Regions from separate parts of the Mus musculus genome. Here regions 1, 2, 3 and 4 are each linked to region 5. Evidence: chromatin contacts called from public HiChIP or PLAC-seq and promoter capture Hi-C data. All regions are on one chromosome and are shown on one strand. The core of a region is the stretch at or near the end of the contact, and the rest is flanking DNA. Distances in the headings are between cores, read along the strand shown.

Region 1 (2,700 bases), core at 149-2,648, 880 kb before region 5:
TATACATCACATAGCATATCCAATGATAACAAATGTTGTGTTAAACACACAAGCAGACAAACAAACAGACAACCTGAGCAGGCACGGGGAGGGCTGGGAAGCTGGAGTGGGAAGAAAGTGAGTGTGAACTTAGACAGGAACAAGAGTTCGGAGGGAAGGTGGCATTTAAACTACAACCGGAAGGAGATGAGAGAGCAATAGCAGAGCCACATCAGGTACAACCTCTGTGTACAAAGAACATCCGTGTCAGATCTCCTGATGTTTATGTGTGTCTGTTGTCTTAGAAACAGCAAAGTTGAATGGTGTGTGTGTGTGTGTGTGTGTGGCAAAAGTTTAGCTGTGAGAGTACAAGGTGCAGATGAACTTGGAGAGACATGGGAACAATTAGACACGCTCCAGTTGTGCATTTTATTATACCATTGCCTAATGCACTAAGTTGGTTATTCTACAGGATAATTTCTGAAAGGTATCTTGTGAATTTTCACTTCTTTTCAACTCAACAACAATGTGGTCGTCTTGGTCGTAATTGGCTCTGCTTACACTAAAGGGCCTTGCAAAGACAGGCATATGCTGAATGAATGAATGAATGAATGAATGAATGAATAAACGAGCAAGCAAATGAGGTAAGTTTCCCCTCTAGGGAATCCTCAAGCTGCCCTATCTTTATCGTCCTCCACACCCTTTCTCAGCTTGGCCTCTCTATTCACCCTGTCTGTTATAGCAACGTAATCTTCCTATGTCTTGTGCACCTCCTAACTGATATATTCTCTCCTGACTTCCAGTGAACCCAATTTCTACCTATAGTTGAAGGCCCAGGGCTGGGCCTGATGGCACATCTCTGTACTCTGAGCACTGGGGAGGCTCAGGCAGGAGGACTGGGTCTGAGGCAGGAGGACTGGGTCTGAGGCTAGTCCATGTTGTATGGTGATTTTTAGGACATCCTCTCTTACACAGCTGACAAGCTCTCCTTGTTACAGGGTGTCTTCATCAGCCTCACTGTTTTTTTCTAGGTGCCTAAAGCACCCTTCCTGTGAACTGAATAACCCCTTGGTACATTTAAAGTCCACTCTCCGAACACGTTCTGTGTTTGCAGAAGAATCTGTACATGAACACCAGCACTCTGGGAGGTTCTTGCAGCTTCGTAGACGCTGACTGGGTAAGAAAAGTTCAGTGACTTGACTCATTTCAGGCACAAATGAACAAAAAGTGGACCAGGGTCCAAGACATATCTCATACAAGACAAGGCCATTCTTAGACCCACAGATCTGTCAAGTTTAGCATTCCCTTTCTGTCATTTTTAGCATTCCCTTTCCGCACTTAATTCATTTCACTCTGCCAATCACCAGCGGCCGCGTCCAGGAAAGTATGACCCGCGCGAGTCGCCGTAGTGCCCCTCCCTCCACCACTCTGTTCCCGGCCAACATGGCGGCCCCCGAGTCAGCGCCGGCTTTGAGTCCCGGCTCTGCGGACGAGGAGGAGACGATTCTCTATGACTTGCTGGTCAATACCGAATGGCCACCTGAGACAGAAGTGCAGGTGAGCCGGGCTCTCTTTTTAAGGCTGTAGGCATGGCGCGGGCGCGGGCGCGGGGCGTGTAAAGCCACGTCGCGGTGCCACGCAGTGCAAGTGGAGCGGGGATAGCAGCTGTGTTGTCTCCTGGCAACGGCGGGGCTGCCGGGTCCAGGGCTCGCTGAAGGGTGTCTGTAGTCAGCCTTGGCTCCGAATTCGGCTGTGTATCCCCACTCAGGCTGTCACCCTCTCGGCAGGTCAGTGTCACTCTTCTTCCCTAGGTCCTTGTCATATCCGGACTTGCCTTGTAATCTTGTTACCTGTGGCGGGAGAATTTCGCAGGACTCTATCGTCCTTTAAAAGTCTCAGTAATACGCATTTACTAGTGTGTGTGTGTGTCTGTCTGTCTCTGTCTCTCTCTGTCTCTGTCTCTCTCTGTCTCTGTCTCTCTCAGTGTGTGTGTGTGATACACACACACACACACACACACACACACACACACACTCGGACCCCAGATATGGTGCAGGCTGCTGGGCATTCAGAGACAGTGTTTTCATGGAACTTGCAGTGTGGAGGAGAGATAGCCAATCCAGTGAACGTTTCTCATTACCAAGCCCGAAGTGCTGGCTGAGTAGAATGCCAAGGGAGTGGAGAGAAAGAAGCAGCGGTTCTCCAATTCTGCTGGAGACAAAGTTGTGGTGTTTGCCAACTTATGGACCCTGGAGTTACTAGTTTCCTAGGGAAAGCCTTCGGGTCATAGGGTGAAAGCAGGAGCCCAAGGCCCATTTACTTGACATACATGGTATCAAGTGCCTGGCATGCCCGTGTGTTAGGCCCTGGGGAAGCAGCATGGCTAGGAAGACTCTTAAATCTGGCCCAGTGAGCTCCTTTACCTTGTCTTCTGAGTATTTATTCTGCTTGTCTTCAATTAGGTCTTGTAATGGCAAAAAGCTGCATATATTGTTATTCGTTTCGGTTTCTAGTGAGTGACGTGGACATTTTGTAGATGATGAAATTGAGAGGCTGCTGCCGCCTTTAAGTTGGATAAAGATATCTAGCATTTCAGAAATGTCTGTAATACTGTCTCAATGCTTAGCACTATACGTTGATTAAAAAAACAACACGGAGTCAACTTATATTGAAATCTCGTTGTCCTCTGCCTTTTCTTATCTGCCTTCTTTATTGATTTCT
Region 2 (2,700 bases), core at 8-2,507, 900 kb after region 5:
ATGTGAATGAAAGGGTCATGTTTTCATTTAAGTATGCACAATTTCCTCTTCTTTGTAACAGTGTCCTGATTAACTGATAATTCAGATCACCAGAGATATAGGAAGGAAGAGAGAGAGAGCGAGAGAGAGAGAAATTGAATGATTTAATTTTTTATTTAAATAAATGAATGCTTAAGCCTTAATCAGCTTTGCATTATTACAAATAAATACCTGAGTCATTCTGTAGGTGAATAAATGTTTCAGTAGTTCATAGTTTTGGTGCTTCAGTTCTGAGATCACAGAGTTTCGTTTCCTTGCATATCTGGAAGAGGTGATATTTTAATGAAGCAATGTATTTTGGAGGAGAACTCAATAATGAGGCGGAGAAGTAGGGAGGGGAAGATGGAAGAAGGGACAGTGAGAAGGAAGAGAGAGAGAGTGGAGACAGGGAGACATATCAGAGTTCTAAAATCCACTGGAGTAAACATTCTTACTGACTTAAAATATTTCTCTAACTCTTTAAACATATTGTTTGTTTGTTTGTTTTTTGTTTGTTTGTTTGTTTTTCGAAACAGGGTTTCTCTGTAGAGCCCTGGCTGCCCTGAAACTCACTTTGTAGACCAGGCTGGCCTCGAACTCAGAAATCCACCTACCTCTGCTTCCTGAGTGCTGGAATTAAAGGAGTGCGCCACCACGCCCGGCTTTAAACATAGTCTTTTGAAATTTAAATATGATTATACTGTTTACAGCTTATTTTCCGTCTTCTAATTCTCTCATACATTACCTCTCTTGAACTCAAATTTATGACATTTTATATATACATATATATATATATATATATATATATATATATATATATATATATATATATATATTGCTAAGAACAGGAGAAATAATCTTTCCCAGAGAATAAGAAACTACAGATTTGTTATTACTACAAGTAATCAGCCCTGAAACCTTTAACTTTCAATAGCCTATCATTATTTCACATAGGACCATCAAGAAGACTTCGTGTTTATGTGAAGATTAACAGGAGACACTCGTTCAAATCACAACAGCTTGTAATTTTCCACTCCATTACAGCTCAAGATGCCTTGCATAGGGAACGGCATACCATAGTGGACTTGTCTTCTCATCTCATAATCATAACATAATCAAGATAATTCCCCATAGATGTACCGAGTCCAACCTGATTTAGATAGTTTCTCATTGAGGCTCTCTTCCAAGGTAATTCTAGACTGCTTCAGATGGACAATATAAACTGATCATTACCAACTCCACCTTTTCTTACTTTGACATGCAAACAAGATTTTTAAGCTTCAACATTCTATCCATTATCTCTAATGATCCATATTTACCTCACAATGCAAAACCCACTGTCTTTAAACTTTTCATCTTAAAAGTCTAAAATTTCTTAACTGTTAGCTTCTATAATATAAAATATCTTTTAAAAAATATTTTCAACCTATATAGACAGATAATAAACATTTCCAGTTCAAAATGATTAGAAGGATTATAAAGTCAAGGTTCGCCATGAAAGAACTTCTAATGGTTCTAAAACTGACTCTGAGGAGGAGGAGGAAGAGGGAGGAGGAGGAAGAGGAGGAGGAGGAGGAGAAGGAGGAGGAGGAGGAGGAGGAGGAGGAGGAGGAGGAGGAGGAGGAGGAGGAGGAGGAGGAGGAGGAGGAGGAGAAGCAGCAGAAGGAGCAGAGGAGCCTGGCTGCTCATCCTGGGTTCAAGCGGCACCACCACTCAGAAGACTGTGGTGGAGGTCCTCGGTCCCTGTCCAGGGGGCTCCCTTGTAAAAAAAAAAAAAAAAGCAGCCTCGGAGGGCAGCAGTGAAAAGACAGTTTCAGACACAAAGCCTTCTGTACCTACCACTTCAGAAGGTGGGCCTGAGCTGGAGTTACAAATCCCTGAACTGCCTCTTGACAACAACGAATTTTGGGTCCATGACGGTTGTATTCTCTGGGCCAATGGAATCTACCTGGTTTGTGGCAGGCTCTATGGCCTGCAGGGAGCGCTGGAAATCACCAGAGAGATGAAATGCTCCCACTACCAGGAGGCTGGAACTACTTTGGGCTGCTACAACACAGGCTGCTCCTTCTGACACCATTACCCATGTGCCATTGATGCAGATTGTTTGCTGCATGAGGAGAATTTCTCGGTGAGGTGCCCCAAGCACAAGGTTGGAATGACAGAGAACTTACTTGACATAGGCCTGAGGCCTAGCTACCTCCTCTGAGCCATGTTTCACGCAACGAAACACAGTCTCTGCAAGTGTCACCTCCTGAAGAACATGAGCTGCTTCATCTTGAAGATGGATTTTAAGGTGAGACTGTAGAGATGAGAAGGTGGAGGACACATGTAACAGAATCCTCCTGCTGTGCAACCACACCCCACTCTGCCCTGTCCTGCACCCCCGCTGCGCTGTGCGCACTGCCCATGCCAACACTTCCTTCCTATGTTCTCACATCACACTCAAACTGGTGATACCACAGGAAAAGATACAAGATGTTTGAATGGCTGTTTCCATGGACACAATCTCCATAGTGACAATGTGGGGGAGGGGGGAGGGGTGGGCTGATGGGAAACGGGAAGTTAAAAGGGAGGGATAATATATATATATAGTCTGGAAAGACTTTGTTTAAATGAAAGGTGCGCTATCCCTTTTGATTCTATTTTAAAATTATCTAGTTAATTCAAAATTTGTACCAATGA
Region 3 (2,700 bases), core at 176-2,675, 850 kb before region 5:
GGGCAGAAAGGCATTAAAGGTGGAACTTTTCACAGACTTATCCCAGAAAGTGACATCATTTTTGTTCATTCATCAGGCTAACTACATGGCCACTCCTAGCTTGAAAGAAGATTGTAGGTAGTATTCGGTGTGTTCATAAATAGGAAATCATTTAAGACTGGTGAATGCTGATTATGCCCATCACATTGGCTGCACTCTACTCATCTGTGGGCGAATTGTACAAAAGTGACAGTTGGTCAGGCTATAGACCTGCACTTAGTGTAAGCCTGCTGTAGTGAGCAGCTGTGCATGTTTAGCGGGAGGGGTGAAACAAGGAAACTAAAGCACAAGATGAGGGAGGGCATATGTTAGCTTGCTTGTTTTTATAGTCATTTTATTTGGCTTGTTATTTTTCTAAAAATATATTGGTCTAAAATAATCTTGTAAAGCAGTGAATGGCTTGGTGTTGAAGAGATTTCCTGAAGAAAATATGTAATAAAAATATTTAAAAAAAGAATAAACAGACTCTTGAATGATTAAAAAAAAAAAAAAAAAAGAAAGAAAGTAAAGATTCCCAAGGAAGTGCTTTTGAAAGGAAATCTTCGGCAGTTATAGTAGTCTTCCATTAGTATTAATAGAATTGACCTGCATTGAAATAAGTCATTATGATTTAATCCAGCAAAGTAATACTTTAAAACAATGATACCAATTTACTGTTTTCTGTGGCACGAAAGCTTACTTCAGCTGCTATTCGCAGTTCATGTTACAGAGTACTGTGTTTTTCTCCCACTTATGATCTGTGTGCCTGCTCTCCCACCTGGCTATGCTCTCTTCAGAACCTAGGGAGAGGGCAGGTTATGTTAGCACCTGCCTTTCTCAGCCCTATGGAGCGACAACTGAAGGCAGGCAGACAGGCCTTGGATCGGATCCTCTGGGTTCCTTCCAGTAACTCCACTTCATTATATTAGGTGATCTGCATATCTGATTTATGACAGTGTGACTGTTATCTTTATCTGCCCAGACAAGAATGATATAGGGAGTCATCCTACGTAGTGGACATTTTATTTTATGTTTTTGAAGGAATAGACACATTATTTCATGTTTGTAAGAATTTATGCCGGGCGTGGTGGCGCACGCCTTTAATCCCAGCACTCGGGAGGCAAAGGCAGGCGGATTTCTGAGTTCGAGGCCAGCCTGGTCTACAGAGTGAGTTCCAGGACAGCCAGGGCTATACAGAGAAACCCTGTCTCGAAAAACAAAAAAAGAAAACAAAACAAAAACAAGAATTTATTAGCTCTGTTTTTCTTTGACATTTGTAACTTTTTAGTTTTATGTGAGTTAAATCAAGCAGATCGTGGAAAAATCACTCAAATTTGCCCAAACAAGTATGATGCTCATGGCTTTCCATTTCCAGATGGTTCAAGTTATAAATGTAAAGAAAGCATTTGCAGATTCAGGAAAGTCAACTCATGTAGCACAGTGCCAGTCACTGGGCGGCACAGTGAGAGATGTGGAGTTTCGTCATATGATCTCCTTGTCTTTTCTGTAGCTTGACATTTGTCCAGATGTGAGAATGGGACAGAGCTATGTAAGTCCAGCAGCACTGAAAGGCTTTGTTCAGAGAAGCTCTGTAGAGGGCAGTTGTCTGAGTGCTACTACCAGCAGCAGACCTTTCCCCCTGGCCTCTTTTGGGTTCCCGTGGACTTCAGAAAGAACAGTGCTTTTTGGAAAGCACTCTGCTGTGTACAGTCCTCCTTTCTCAAGCCCAAGGGGCTTTGATATTTGCTACTCTTAGGGGAAAATTGCTTGTCCTCTGACAAAGTAAGTGAGGAAAAATATTGAATTGCAGATTGAATGCCCCGCTGTATGATTGACTTCCTGAAATGTTGCAAATGTATTTGGATTCCATTAGTAGCTTTTAAATGTGTCTTGCAGCTAATCTTACAATCCTGCTAGAGAGCCTTTCTCACCTCGGAGTGATGTGAGGTTGCAACGTTTGTCTCTCTCATCAGGTGCTGGGTGCTGCTCTTAGAGCTTCCTCTCTCAGTGCTTGCTAATGTGTTAAGCAGGTAGTGATTGGAACAATTTTGATCACATGTATATTCCAGTCTCCCACAAGCAGTCAGGTTATAAAGGAAACTACAAAGTTTAATATATATGTATTATATATGATAATATATGTACAATATTTTACACACACTCTCTCACACACACTAAGCAATGCTTCCAGATGAATGGTACTGTTCTTTATGTGACATGGCTTTAGTTATTCATAGCTCAACATTGACTTGTTGCTCCAAGTATTAGGAGTATAAAGATACTAATGTAGCGAGCTCCACAGGTGAGTACAGTAGACTATAACAGTGCCCAGTCAGAACAGGTATGGGCTCAGGAGTCAAAAGTCTGATGTTGAAATTCTAGCCCCCCTTTGCCGTTTTCAGGCTTTTGCCAGGATCCAATGATGCAATCTATGTGAAGGAGGCTTCTTCAGACAATACACATGGTGATTATTGCTGTTTCCTTGGAGCTTTAAGATCAGAATTTTGATAAAGAATGGAAAAGTGGACAAAAGCCCACTGAAGTTTTGTTATGGCTTATGGTCCTTTCACAAATTCATATTCTCTCATGCAAACAATACAGGTGTTTTGAGCATTTTGTTACTCTGAGAAATCATCCTTTACTGAGAAGATGGCTGTAGTTAATGCTTCCATGAGATTCTCC
Region 4 (2,700 bases), core at 83-2,582, 960 kb after region 5:
GGTAAGGTGATCAGTAGGGGTGGCTTGTCTCTAGCTGTGCATGTCAGAATATGCTTCTTCATTAATTATTTAAAATAATCCATTCATTCATTCATTAAAGTGAGAAAACAGTTACTTTCATCTATAAGACCTGCTGAAGAGATTGTTCTGACCATTGCTCATCTTTCAGTTTTTAGTTTTGTTAACTTGGAAATCTGTCCACTTGTGTTCATCACTAGCATTGCCAGGAATATCATGAGACAAGCTTAAAAAGCCACCAAGAATTCTCATCATTATCCACTGGTTTATTCTCATTCTGTTGTAAACAAAACTTCTATGAGCAACTGCCACAGTCTCTGACCCACGGAGACAAGAACAACACGGACACCAAGGCTGGTTCATGCAGCAGCTCCTTTACTTGGTGCTCTTTCACTTCCAGCTCTTCCCCCCCGCAGCTTCTTCTTCCCCTGTCCTTCTTGCAGCAAGCGCTATACTCCTATACTCGTGGCAACTGACCTCATCACGCTCCACCCCACCTCATCCAATCAGAATCACACACGCTCCAGGCACGAGCTCAGGTCGATCACAGATAGGCTGACAGGTCTGGATCACGAGGGATACGCATGCAGTTTCACTGCGCATGTGCATGTTCGGGCAAGGCAGTAAGCATGCAGGGTTCACAGGGCCTGGCAATGAGCCAGGGCACCGTCTTGGCCCATGCAACCACACCCGCTTCCCGCAAGCAACAATTTCTGAATTCTGAATACTGTTACAGAATCATAAGCTTGGGATTGTCTAAGAAATGCAAAATATATGCACATTTACTCACAGAAATTTGTCTTAAGAAGATAAGGGAATTCACACTTCTTAGGATTATAGAGAATCTAAGAAGCAGTTGGTGATTCAAACACACCCATAGCTGTCGATCACTCACTTACCACCTGTGGCCACTGAATAAAGTGCCCTAGTGCCCCCTGGGAAACCACTGTAATGGAAGTCTTCCTACATTAAAATATGAGATGTAAAAAACACTTTATGAGGGGAGCATTAGTAAAATTTTCTATACAGAAAGAAAATTATAATGGTAGAGTATTTTCATTATATACAATTTCTAAATTCCTTCAAGTTGACACTCAGGATTAACCACTGAAAGCCCCAAATGTGCAATTGATATAAAAAGTCCTGAGAATACTTTGTTATCTAGTAGACCATGTTGTTGTTAAGTTGGGCTTTGAGCAATTCTCAATACTTTACAGGAACCAAGGGGGAAGTGAAAAGGTCAGCTCAGGAACTTCCGGAAGGTCATGGAACAATTGCCCCCCTGGAAGGGAGAGGCTAATTAACATTCTTTAGACCACCTGTGGGTGGGGACACATTCAGGACACCTTCCACAGGAAGGACTGTTGTACACCTTCAGACAAGGGAAGTTCTTGCCGCCTCATTCCCAAAAGACCAATCAGTTATAAAACATCACACTGTTCTGCCAATCACATTGTGCCTAATGACTGCTGCCCTGAAAACTGTATAAAGGCTTACTGAATGAGCTGTGTAGGGTCACCACTTCACCTTTGGTGCCAGACGACCACAAAATGTTGGACACCAATGAATTCCGTTTGCTTTTTGCCTCCGTTCTGGCTCCACGTGGCTCACTCAGGGGATCCCTGGTAAGTTAAGGCTTGTCAGAGTCTTACAGAAGATGCAAGTGATAAAGAATTTTGTAGACCATCATTGGACCCTCCTTTCTTTTGATCCTATCTCCTTCCTTTTTCCTTTCTCTCTTTCTTTCTTTCTTTCTTTCTTTCTTTCTTTCTTTCCTTTTTTTTCTTATTTTTATATTAATCTTGAAAAAAGAAAAGACAAGCAATGCTTTATTAGAAATTACTTTCACATTCTTATCACCAGAATCATAAAGAAATTATCTTTCAACTTGTGTAAATTCGGGCCACCTGCAGGCACAAACATTTTGAACAGTGTTGGTGAGAAATATAATAACTTACCACAAATAGAAGTCTTGGTGCTCAAAGGCCTCCTCTGGCAGCCACAGTCACAGAGCACATTGACATTCAAATTGTTGGTAATAGAAAGAATGCAGGTTACAACTCCACTACATTTAACTCTTTTTTTTTTTTAAATTGGGTATTTATTTCATTTACATTTCCAATGCTATCCCAAAAGTTCCCCACACGCTCCCCCACCCACCCACTCCCACTTCTTGGCCCTGGCATTCCCCTGTACTGAGGCATATAAAGTTTGCATGACCAATGGGTCTCTCTTTCCACTGATGGCCGACTAAGCCATCTTCTGATACATATGCAGCTAGAGACAAGAGCTCCAGGGGGGTACTGGTTAGTTCATATTGTTCCACCTATAGGATTGCAGATCCCTTTAGCTCCTTGGGTACTTTCTCTAACTCCTCCATTGGGGGCCCTGTGATCCATCCAATAGCTGACTGTGAGCATCCACTTCTTAAAGGGATGTCATGGTTGAGTGCAGAACTCCATTCTTTAAAACACAGAGGTACTCACATCTCATTCTAGAAATCTTGGAGATGGAAAAGAGAGAGGCAATACTTTGCCTTTTTATTGCAATCTAATTGTTAATGCCCCTTAAGTAAACTTCAAGTATCACAAACTCAAATATTATAGGGTTTTTTTTTCCATTTATTTTTCTATTTTATTTTCTTTTTAAAAAAAATTAGATTATTTTCTTTATTTACATTTC
Region 5 (2,700 bases), core at 200-2,699:
CGTCCAGGTCCTCCTCCTCATCCGAGAAGAAGTAGGCAACCCCGACTCGCAGCTCGTCCTTCTCAATCCCAGATGGGTCCCCAGTGGGCAACTCGCTGTAGTTGAGGTGGGTGATGCGGTCCAGTTGGTTGCCCATCAATGACGCGGCGAGGCCAGGGCCAGCAACTGAGATCTGCCGAGGGAGAGAGGATAGACACCATCAGAGTCCGGGTTGACCCTCCTGGTGTCCCTTCCCCAAGGCGTTCAGTTCCCCAGGGGCCTGCAGCTTGCCTGACCACCGGCACTGAGTCGCCTGCGACAGCCAACTTTGCAGATCCGACCTGGGGTTAAAAGGGGGGGAAAAAAAAAGAAAGAAAGAAAAGAAAAAAGGGGGGGCACAGAAAAAGGCACCAGTCTCAGGGCCAGAATAGACAGCATACCAGCTCAGCCAGCCTCTGACTCTGCCCAGGAACCCTGCCCGGTAACTTCCACAGTAGAAACCACAGGCGGGCTAGAGAGCATGTAAGGTTCAAGTGGGCGAAGAGAGCGCAGGTTGTGGCAGATTGGTGATATACCCAGAAGGAAGGGAGGGTGTCAAGAGAAGCCCCAAGGCCCGAAATACAGCAAGCTGAGCTCACATTGTGGTCGCCATCCTTTGTAGCCCACCTACTCGTTTTGGACTGGGTCACACCCGATCCCCGACAGCTTCTTTCACAAGGGCAAGACTCGTTTGCAGGCATTCACTTGCCATCAGCATTTTGCACACTTGGAGTCCAGGCACTGACAGCCTGGTACATACACCCACAATGCTAATGTCATACACCCACAATGAAACATCTTGGAGACCACACATTGGCACCATCTACCCCCAATTCCTACACAATTCCGGACGAACGCCTGCACACTTGTCAATGCGCGTACTCTCAAGCACTGGGACACACCTGCCCACGCAGGCAGGTGCACTCTGCCCTCTCCTTGCTTGCCTTTTTCATAGAGCCAATCGGACTGCGCCAGGGCGAGGCTGCTCTGTCTAAAATAACCTAACAAAGAGACAGGGGAGGCAAGGCGAAACCCATGGTGAGTATTAGTGGTGTGTGTGTGTGTGTGTGTGTGTGTGTGTGTGTGTGTGTGTGTGTGTGTGTGAAGACGTCTACTTTCAACCCGAAGAGCCCCTCTCTTCAACCCAGCACACAATTCACACAATCGGACGAAGAAAAACCATTTTTTAAGGCAAAGAAAGCGGCTTTTCCGTACCCGTGATTTCCCTGCGCCCGAAACCCCAAACTCCTTTTAAAGTCTCCAGGTCCCCATGGGTGCTGTGGAGGCGGCAGTGGCGAGTGGGTCCTGGAGTCGCGTGGGACTGCGGTTCCGATCTATCCGGAGACGAGCAGTGAGGTGAGGTACCCAGAGCGGTGCGGATGCGCTCCGTGTCTACGCTGGCTTGGGCGTCTGCTCCACCTGGCAAGTCCTGGCTCCACTCCGCTTTCCTACAGCCGCGCGGACGACTCTTAAATCCCTTGAACAGCCGTTTTCCAGGCCCGCCCCGGAACGCGCCCATTGGCTAGGACTCGTCCCCGAGCCCTGCCAATCTCGGCTGGGGGTGGAATCAGGGGCGGGTTTCCTTTGTGCTCCGCCCTGCCCAGCCCCCAGCATTCCCCAGCCTCAACGCATTGGGAGCGTAGGTGTGAGCACCCGTGGGGAGCATAAGAGGGGCGTGGCTAGTACACCCAGCTGCTCCTTTGCAACCGAGTCCCTAGTAACTGAGAACACAGTCCGCCCGCGTTCGTGTTCTGTATTATAAGAGGACAGATTCCAGAAGGAAAACTGAGTTTGGGGGTGGAAAAAAAAAAAAAAAAAAAAGAAGAAGAAGAAAGAAAGAAAAAAAAAAAAAAAGAACGCTCTGCGTGGCCAAGGCATTGTGAGTGGCTAGGAACCAGGAACCGCGTATTTGAGGTTGCTTTGATGGGACTTCGGAGTCTTGCTTGGCTCCCGGCTGTCGCACAGTTGCTTCTGTTCCTGTCAGTCACAGCCGCCTTAGAAATTGCATGATGGTGCTCAGCGCCTGTCCTTTGAGCCAAGTGAAAGTGCTGACCCAGCGCCATTGCCGGCGCCTGGTTTTAAAAGGAGAACCATGTAGGTGTCAAAGGCTTCCAGAAAGTCTGAGCTTTGGCTGGCACCTTCTCTGAATGTTCCTTTGTCTTCAACCTCCCGTTTCCCGTGAGAGGGCTGAATCTCAAATGCTAGCTGATATTAGTGCACAGAAGTGTTTCCCAATTCCAAAACTGTCCTAATTAAGGGAATCATGTTTGGTTTTGTGTGTGTGATAAAGTGTCCATTAGTCCTTAAGGATGGGAACTCAGTGAATGAACGCACTAGGGACACTGGATGATACAAAGTGACTTTCTTCCGTAAAAGGAAATTCTAGACAGTTTCTAAACTTTTCTGCCTTAAACTTTGGAAGAGTTCTTAGAGTTTCTGGGTCAGGTTTTAATGTCACTTTTACACTGAAGGGCTTCTGAGATGATTGTCTGTCTGTCTGTGTGTCTGTCTGTCTGTCTGTCTGTCTCTCTCTCTTCGCCCCCCTCCCCCATGTTCCTTCCCCTTTCCCTCTTCCTTTCACCCTCCTCCTCTCTCTCATCCTTCCCCATAGCCCCTTCCTTTCCCTTCTGGGAGCTGTTGACCATAATTCAAACTCAGACCACTTCATTTCATTACAAACCT

What was found. Promoter capture Hi-C pulls out the DNA fragments that hold promoters and counts their contacts. HiChIP or PLAC-seq counts read pairs in DNA pulled down with a chosen protein or histone mark.
Region 1: a promoter capture Hi-C map of embryonic stem cells shows a contact between it and region 5, with 4 times the contacts expected there. The contact joins the promoter of Nbas here to the promoter of Lratd1 in region 5. A contact is called at or near these places in 5 of 39 promoter capture datasets (the 3T3-L1 cell line, cranial neural crest, embryonic stem cells and 1 more), 4 of 115 datasets of contacts at active chromatin or transcription factors (astrocytes, embryonic forebrain, forebrain and 1 more) and 1 of 9 other capture datasets (embryonic stem cells).
Region 2: a contact with region 5 is called in a promoter capture Hi-C map of hippocampal neurons, with 8 times the contacts expected there. The contact joins the promoter of 4930448C13Rik here to the promoter of Lratd1 in region 5. A contact is called at or near these places in 2 of 39 promoter capture datasets (embryonic stem cells and hippocampal neurons) and 1 of 115 datasets of contacts at active chromatin or transcription factors (forebrain).
Region 3: a contact with region 5 is called in an H3K4me3 HiChIP or PLAC-seq map of embryonic forebrain, with 6 times the contacts expected there. The contact joins the enhancer-like site here to the promoter of Lratd1 in region 5. A contact is called at or near these places in 2 of 39 promoter capture datasets (frontonasal cranial neural crest and hippocampal neurons), 6 of 484 Hi-C or Micro-C datasets (cerebral cortex, cortical neurons, frontal cortex and 1 more) and 7 of 115 datasets of contacts at active chromatin or transcription factors (SST interneurons, embryonic basal ganglia, embryonic forebrain and 4 more).
Region 4: an H3K27ac HiChIP or PLAC-seq map of embryonic stem cells shows a contact between it and region 5, with 4 times the contacts expected there. The contact joins the enhancer-like site here to the promoter of Lratd1 in region 5. A contact is called at or near these places in 2 of 39 promoter capture datasets (embryonic stem cells and hippocampal neurons) and 6 of 115 datasets of contacts at active chromatin or transcription factors (embryonic forebrain, embryonic hindbrain, embryonic stem cells and 3 more).

Annotation. Positions count from the first base shown.
Region 1 is chr12:13,267,729-13,270,428 of GRCm38.p6, forward strand. It overlaps Nbas (neuroblastoma amplified sequence), which reads left to right and starts at 1,399. Exons shown (of 52, transcript NM_027706.1): 1 at 1,399-1,536. The coding sequence starts at 1,423.
Region 2 is chr12:15,049,132-15,051,831 of GRCm38.p6, forward strand. 4930448C13Rik (RIKEN cDNA 4930448C13 gene) reads right to left here and starts at 1,258. Exons shown (of 8, transcript NR_045960.1): 1 at 1,169-1,258; 2 at 211-301. It overlaps Gm36128 (a long non-coding RNA gene), which reads left to right and starts at 2,573. Exons shown (of 7, transcript XR_381295.3): 1 at 2,573-2,637. It also overlaps the pseudogene Gm3838.
Region 3 is chr12:13,301,661-13,304,360 of GRCm38.p6, forward strand. All of the region lies in intron 10 of Nbas (neuroblastoma amplified sequence), which reads left to right. Among named protein-coding and RNA genes, the nearest start is that of Nbas, 34 kb to the left of the region's middle. Within about 2 kb of position 1,426, at least 22 of the 459 cell types and tissues checked have an H3K27ac peak or open chromatin away from gene starts, as enhancers often do.
Region 4 is chr12:15,114,394-15,117,093 of GRCm38.p6, forward strand. No RefSeq gene overlaps it. Among named protein-coding and RNA genes, the nearest start is that of Gm40284, 14 kb to the right of the region's middle. Within about 2 kb of position 1,333, at least 10 of the 459 cell types and tissues checked have an H3K27ac peak or open chromatin away from gene starts, as enhancers often do. A contact at or near this core is called in embryonic stem cells, where this site is marked.
Region 5 is chr12:14,150,589-14,153,288 of GRCm38.p6, forward strand. It overlaps Lratd1 (LRAT domain containing 1), which reads right to left and starts at 1,450. Exons shown (of 2, transcript NM_029007.2): 1 at 1,234-1,450; 2 at 1-172. The coding sequence starts at 136.